Regions from separate parts of the Gossypium hirsutum genome. Here region 1 is linked to region 2. A link is a contact called in public Hi-C data. All regions are on one chromosome and are shown on one strand. Each heading gives the region's core, a stretch centred on a gene start, on an enhancer-like site or on the middle of the called end of the contact. The rest is flanking DNA. Distances are from core to core; before and after follow the strand shown. Region 1 holds the start of LOC107893631 (40S ribosomal protein S21). Region 2 holds the start of LOC107893626 (acyl-CoA-binding domain-containing protein 4).

Region 1 (3,775 bases), core at 547-3,046, 140 kb after region 2:
AAATTATTCGACTCTAAAAATATCCGAACTCAAACTAAACTAAATCCAAAATAATCCAAATTTGAAAACAATGGTACCCGACTACACCCGTTTGCCAACCTGCTCCTAATCTCCTCCTCCCCAATCTCTCTCGCAAAAAGTTTTGGTAATCCGCAAACAAAGTGATAACAAAAATGGAGAACCCAAAGTGAGACAGACATATTAGGCTATAATGCAAGCAATTTAAGCACAAAACATAAACCATTCAGCAAAAAACAACTTTAACATGATCCACCAAAAGAAACTACAGCTCATTTTCCCTCTCCTCAGTTAAGAAACAAACTAGTAACAACAAGTCTTCTGACTACTGTCGGACTTTGGCTTTCTTCTTCTGCCAAAGCCTGTCGAGTGCGCTATCGGCATCGCCCTGCAAAGTAGAACAAACTAATTAGCAGCCAAAATCAGATGCAACTCAATATCTTGAAAAAGAACTGAGGCAACAAAATAAAACTTCTTATTAATAGAATCCAACTTTTATACAATGAACAACTTTGTAATTGGGTCTACCAGGAACCTGTCAGTCTACAAGCAACCAGGCTTGCTTTCCTACGATATATTGCATCAGGTCTTTAAGCATGGAGTTTTAGCTGTGGTATTTCAATTCAGAATGTTCTTAAAACCAAAGTTTATTTCTCTAAATGTACTACCAGAGCAGAGCAGAAGGTATAAGTTAAAAACATTCAAAATGAACAACCCTGTAACTGTGTCTATACTAGGACCTTGTGCCAATCTACAGGCAGCCGGACACACCCCACATTGCATACTCCAGGTCTTTACACATTGCATCCAAAATATGCTAATAAACCCAATGTTTTCCCTTGCAAAGTAAATGGATCGCAATTGACACTTCAAATGCATCTCAAACATTCAGAGTCTTTAACTTGACAACGTAACTAGAAGCTCATTACTAACAAAGCAAGTTGCAAGATTAATCTTTTTAAGCATGATCAGAATTTTAAACATGTAATTAATGCAAACCTGAGAATGCAGTGAAATGACCCTTCAAGAATCCTCCAAATAAAAAAGAAATTAAATTAAACATTCACTTATCAGACACCAGTAACATAGGACTGAAGCAGCCCAAAATATCCAACAGAGGTTAGTAAAGAACCAAAACGAACCTGGGCTCGAACAAAGCCACAAAGAGCAAAAGTGGAGAATGTGCCAGTGTATCTGCCAAGCTCATCCAAGTGCCCAACGTTAATCTGAACGGATGCATGATCCTTGGAGGTTATAAGCCTGTTAGTGGCGGAACTGCAACAACAAAAGTACAAATGAGCATTACAATATAGACAAAAATTGTGAGAAAGAAACATGAGTGAAGCAAATTAAAAACCATTTCCTGGGGATATAAAGATCCATGTTTTGCCCCTCTTCGTTCTGCATCTTTTCAGACTGCTTAACTGATGAAGAAACGCAAAGCTGAAACTATATTTGAACTTCAAGTTCGATCCCCTGCAAATAAATTATGAACAAACATTTTATAGAAAACCCAAATCCTGATTTAAATTATAATTTCTGGGAAAAAAAATTGCCAAGCATATTTAAACATTTCAAAAGGGAAAAAAATTCAAACGTATGAAGATTAAAACACCAAAATAAAATTAGAACTATGAAACCCAGAGACACAGAAAGGTATACTACCTGTAAGATAATAAAGGAAAGCGGCTGAAGACGCGAAAACTGCTAGGGCTGGGTTTATTTATTTAAAACATGATAATTATTTTTTTAAGAAAATTAGCTGGATTTTATTACAGAAGGCCAACACAAAATGCAAAGCCAAAATGACATGGGTCATAATAGACTAGTCCAAAACATACAAACAAAGACTAAGCCCACAAAAGCCAAAACCAAAAGAATCAAAAACAAAAACAGAAAAAACAGCCCAACAACAAGATCCAGCAAACGGCAAAAAAAGGGGAGCTCTAGAGACGTCTTCTTCAGCTGTACTCCAATAATTAAAACCCCTTTTGAAAAAATTAGCAAGAACCGCTTGGGGAAGCAAAAACCATCAGATACTTAATTACCCATCATATCAATCCTATCAAACCTATTCATTACCCCGATGCACATTGAAAGATCAAAACCCATTGAAACTCAGCAAAATCAAAATTCCAGAACACTTTCTCTAGACCCTTCATTTCTTCTTCCCCTATCCTCACCCACTACCTCCATCTGCCTCCTGTCTTCAGCTATCGCCTCCACCGCACCAGGAGATATTAGATTTGTTAAGTAAGTAGATTCTCTTTTCTTGAGTCCTTCTTGTGCTAAACAATGGGCAACTCTGTTAGCCTCCCTGTTTGTGAAAAGAAAAACACAATGATTAAATTGACAGCTGAGATACTGAGCATCTTTGATATACACAGAAATTTTAGATCTGTCCTCCTTTTCCTCTTGCAGCTTCCGAATGATCGTTCGAGAATTACCTTCAACCTCAATCGCCCTCAACCCAAGTTGTAACCCCAGCTTCAGTGCCTAAAAACACGCTACTGCTTCTGCGGAAAAAACAGACGGTATGTTCAAGTTCATTTTCGTTTTACAACAGATAACCTCTACTGTACTGTTACGAATCACTAACCTAGAGCATGACTCTTTGTTGTGATTGTTGAAAGTTGCGTCAAAGTTCACTTTCAATCTCGATCCCATCGGAGCAGTCCATCTGTCCACACAGATCCATCTTTCAAGTATAGCACTTTTTAGATCATCAAGTTCCTTTAAATAAATTTGCACAAAACTTGCAATCTGAACGCCTGTTTGGTTTTCCCCCTCATGAATAAATTTGTTCCGAGACGTCCATAACGCCTATAAAGCGCATACAGTCATTTTACACAAAGCCATGGATCTAGTCTCAAAGGTATTTTTCAGCCAAACTGTAAATTCTGAATTGTCATCCGAGCTAGCCCATGCCATATGTAACTGCTCTCATGTATCTTTTGCAGGAGGACATTCCCAGAAAATATGCTCCCTCATTTCAGCTCCTGTTTGACACCTTCTACACATGGGGGAAGCAATCATTCTGCGATAATGAAGATTACTAAAACGAGGCAGATAGTTACATAGGAATCTCCAGATTGTAATTTTAATTTTAGGGGGTAGATTCATTTTCCATAATTTTTTGTAAATTTGCTTGTGATTTGTATGTAATTGATCCCGACCTTCTTGTAAAAGAAGTCAGTGACCACTTCGGACCAAGTATTCGCCTGACAACTCACCCCGCCAAACAAGAGAGTCTTCATGCTCAAACAAAGGAAGAGGAATACAGAGGATCCTTTTTGTAATCTGTTCCTCAAAGGTAAAACTGATCAGATCAGACTTCTATTTTTTAGAACTTGCATCAATAAGATCCGCAACTTCGATGAGACTCTAATTATTATTCATATTCTGAATTCTGAGTTGATCATCTCCAAGTATCCAAACATCATCCCAAATAGAAACTTTCTAACCATTCCCAATCCGCCAATCCAAACCCTTCAAGAGGAGGCCCCTCGCGGCCCAGATACTCTGCTAGGTAAAAGAAGGTGACCTCCCCAAACTAGAGTTCAAGAAATCACTATCTTTAAAATATCTGGCTTTCAAAGTACGCGTTAGTAAAGAATTAGGATTACTTAACGACGCCAACCTTGTTTAGCCAATAAAGCAGTATTAAAAGAACTCAAATGACGAAATCCCATACCACCATCCTCTTTAGGCGCACATAAGGATTTCCAATCACACCAATGCATCCACTGCTTGCTAT
Region 2 (3,830 bases), core at 554-3,053:
AGAACAATTATCAAAAGGTGGAAAAAAAATGAATAGCATGGATGACATTCACCTGACGTATGAAAATTGCTTTCAACCATCTAAATCCTTGTGTTACTTACACACATATAAAGCATGCTTATAAGTCAATCAGAAAATTAGGCCAATCTAAATCAGATAATACAGAGTAACACAAAAGTATTTCTTCATTTTTTCAACAAGAACTTGAGCAATATAAATTACGCAGAACGGAGATGCAACATCACCAAATACTGAAGCAACTAAAAGACATTCAATCCAAATATGTAACAGGCAGACATATTTGACCTATGTCCATGACATCTCTCTGAATCAGGATCATTATCATTAATCATCGACACCACTTTTAAGCAAATCGACCAAAACACTACCACCCTAAGCATAACCATATCAAACTAAAGTAGCCAAATGTAAACAAATATATATATACGAATTTAAACCTAGGGCTGTAAATGAACCAAGCATGAACAGAAAGAACTCTATTCAAGTTTTTTGTTTATTTTTAACCTTGTTCAGTTCAGTTTATGTTCATTAATAATTTCTGAATCGTGTTCATGTTGTTTGTTTGTTTGTTTAAATTATGTGTGTTCATTCGTTTAAGTTAAATGAACTTGTTTGTGAACATTAAACAATCATGTTTGCGAACATTAAATGAACATGTTCATGAACATATACTTGAGCATGTTCACAAACAAAGTTACTGAATAATGAACAAACAAACAACAAACAAACAATAAATAAACATATATCTTATTTTTTAGATATAAAATAATCAAATATAAATACCAATAATGAATCAATAAAAAAATTTATACAAACAATAATATTATTATTAACTATATAATCAAACAATAAACTATTTTTAAACGAGGTACACATGATTTATTAAACAGGCTTTAAACGAACAGGAATAAGCTTGTTCATGAACATAAAAGAGATGAACAAGCTTTATTTGTGTTTGGTTCTATTAAAAAACAAGCCTCAAGATATTGTTTATGTTCATTTATTTAGCTTGATAAACAAATAGAAACTGAACTGTTCATTGAACTCTATCATTTTACAGCCCTAATTAACCCCAACAACAGGCACCAAAAACAAATAAATAAAACTACACCCAGAAGCAAATGAGCTCGCAGACCTTTTCCATTTGCTATGTTCGACGGGACTCCATGAACTAGGCTTTGGAACATTACAAGGACCTACAGTAGCCTGTAAATAACATAATTAACATGATAATGCACAAAATCAGTAATGTTAAAAAAAAATGAGCATCCCATCTCAAACAATAAATAAACACACTCATTCGATAATTCAAGAGATCAACATCCGGATTGTCTTCAATTCGAGTGAGAAACTAGATCTCTGAAAATTGGACTTGAAATACTCCAAAAGTGAAATCATTTACAAAAGCAATCTAGATGGAGTCCTTAGAGAAAAGCAAATCGATTTAGCAATGAGAAGGCTGGGAGGATCCAGAGAGAGAGAGAGAGAGAGAGAGAAATGACCTGCTGGTATAAGGCGTAGAGGATCAAAGCGACGTCGTTAGAGAACCTGGAGGCAATGTCTTTGGTGTTGGAATTGGGAGATCCATCGAAGCCAGCGTAGGAAGCGGCCGCATAGAATCGTTCCGGGTATGCTGGGCCAGAGTTTGCCCTCGCCATAGTCGCCATTTTTTCCCTTTTTCTTTGATCTGAGATTTAAATACGAATAACATTTATGCCAAGTTTAAAACTCCAGAATTAATGTTTTTCTTTGTTACTAGATGTAAAAAAAGAAACCATATAAAATTATGTTTGGCTGTTGGCGCTTTATTTATTATTTATTATTTATTATTTTTACCTTTTAATAAATACATACTTTAATAACAGTTTGAAAATTTTGGTAATTTCAGACATTTGTAGTGGTTTTAGTTGTGTCGAGGGTGAGCTTTTGTTGTATCGCGCGCAAAGGAGCCCGCTTCAAAACCACATTTTCATCATCATCCATTATTCCATCTACCAACCTATATTAAAGTGTCAAGTGAATATATAAATATTTCTGTAATTTGTATTTTATCAGTATAAATATTTATAATTTTAAAATATCTCATACATCCTTTAGAATCTCAAGTTCTAGATTATCTTTTATCTCAGTTGCTGATGTATTTTAAATTGTATTATTAGATTATAGGAAGCTCAACTATAAATAAAATTATGCACGGATGTATGAAATTTATTAAATTTTATTAATCGAAGCTGTTAATTTTTAAAGTTAGAAAAATAGTTGACTTACGATGACCTTTTGAAAAAGATCCAAGCATTTTTAGATTTATATGTTTTTATAGGGTTTAAAAATCTAAATCTTAATTTCAAAATTTATTTTAAATCACTCAATCTCGAGTTGAGAAGTTCAAATTATGATCGCTTTAGTGAATATTGCGCAAGCAGAATTTTTAGACGGAATTATTACGAAAAATTAGTTATTTAGATTCTCAACCCTTGTCTTAAAACTTCATTCTCTTCTTTCATTGTTTTCTTTAGCTTTCAACTCAAAACCCTAAGCGATTAGATCCACCGCCACATGCTTATCCTTATCCTCCACCGCCTGGGGGATCATATCCGCAATATGGTTACCAACAGACCCCCCATGGTCCGAGCCATGGATACAGTCCTAACGACAATACCATTGGTGGAGCAGGGGTAGGATTCGGAATAGCAGCAGCTGGTGGACCTTAAGGTGGATTGGTGATTCCTGATATGATTGAGAATGTAAATCGGCTTATTTGGGTTGAGATGAAAATTAAAAAAAAATCAATGCAAATTTTGATTCTGTTTGCTTTGGACAAAGATTCATTACCAAAACTAAAACTAACATCAATATAATCATTTGAAGTGGTTGCGGCAAGCTCCTAAATATTGCCTACCAAAATCAAATTTCAATTGTTCAATGTTTTCAACAAATTCAATCTTTTCTAATTTTGCTATTCTTTTCAATATAATCATTTAATTCACTCATCACTTATTCATTTCATCAGAGTTAAGATAAAAAGTAGCATGGAAAATATGAACAGTTTAGGACAATGTTCAATATGTTAGTAAGAGCATAAAAAAATAAAAAAAGAAGCAAACAAATACTTATTTCTTAACCTTATGGAAAGTGCAGTTAAAAAGCCTCAGATCTAAAAGCTATATATCTCCCATTTACATTAACATATGTATGTATATATATACACACCCCCACCTTATATCTGTTATTTACAGATTAAACTCGTCATGTTTGACTATGAATCTTCATTCCAACTTGGAAAATGTTCTTCTTGCTTTAAGAAATTGTGTTCTTCCATTTGAGTCATCTGTCCACCGTTCACCGGGTCAAACTGGCACCGACGGAAGCTGCATTAACAACACAAGGAATTAAACAAGTATTGGACACTCATATGAACTCAGATATTTTCAGTTACCTTCCATCCATGCCAATAATCATGATAGTGTTCTTTTGTTGTCCAAAAGCAACAATGCACCGGGGACCTTCAGGCAGCCGGAATTGAGCCACCGACCACTCTGAGCTGAAATATTTTGGCAAAACACCTACAAAAATTTCAAAATATCAAATGAGCTTGACAGATAAAAGACAGCAATTGGCAGTCACATAAAGTTAGTCAATAGTCCCTTTGTTTCGGTGTAGATATATACTTAACCAAACCCAAAAACAAAGCAAAAGCTCAAAATCAGATCAATCTCTGGTTTAGTGTTTCATAGAACAAACAACTTTTACAACAATAAGGAGAAGTAGGAAATCCGAGGGCTTGTACCTTTCAAAATAGAAAGGGATGA

Evidence for each region. A called contact is a pair of places that touch in the nucleus more often than the background predicts.
Region 1: a Hi-C map of leaf shows a contact between it and region 2, with 2.0 times the contacts expected there. The contact joins the promoter of LOC107893631 here to the promoter of LOC107893626 in region 2. A contact is called at or near these places in 5 of 34 Hi-C or Micro-C datasets (callus, hypocotyl and leaf).

What each region holds. Positions count from the first base shown.
Region 1 is chrA13:77,004,691-77,008,465 of Gossypium_hirsutum_v2.1, forward strand. It overlaps LOC107893631 (40S ribosomal protein S21), which reads right to left and starts at 1,797. Exons shown (of 4, transcript XM_016818671.2): 1 at 1,684-1,797; 2 at 1,382-1,494; 3 at 1,161-1,293; 4 at 202-406. The coding sequence starts at 1,425. The coding sequence ends at 344.
Region 2 is chrA13:76,864,425-76,868,254 of Gossypium_hirsutum_v2.1, forward strand. LOC107893626 (acyl-CoA-binding domain-containing protein 4) reads right to left here and starts at 1,804. Exons shown (of 18, transcript XM_016818665.2): 1 at 1,524-1,804; 2 at 1,157-1,227. The coding sequence starts at 1,688. LOC107893628 (autophagy-related protein 18a) reads right to left here. Exons shown (of 4, transcript XM_016818667.2): 2 at 3,809-3,830; 3 at 3,458-3,584; 4 at 3,109-3,389. The coding sequence ends at 3,278.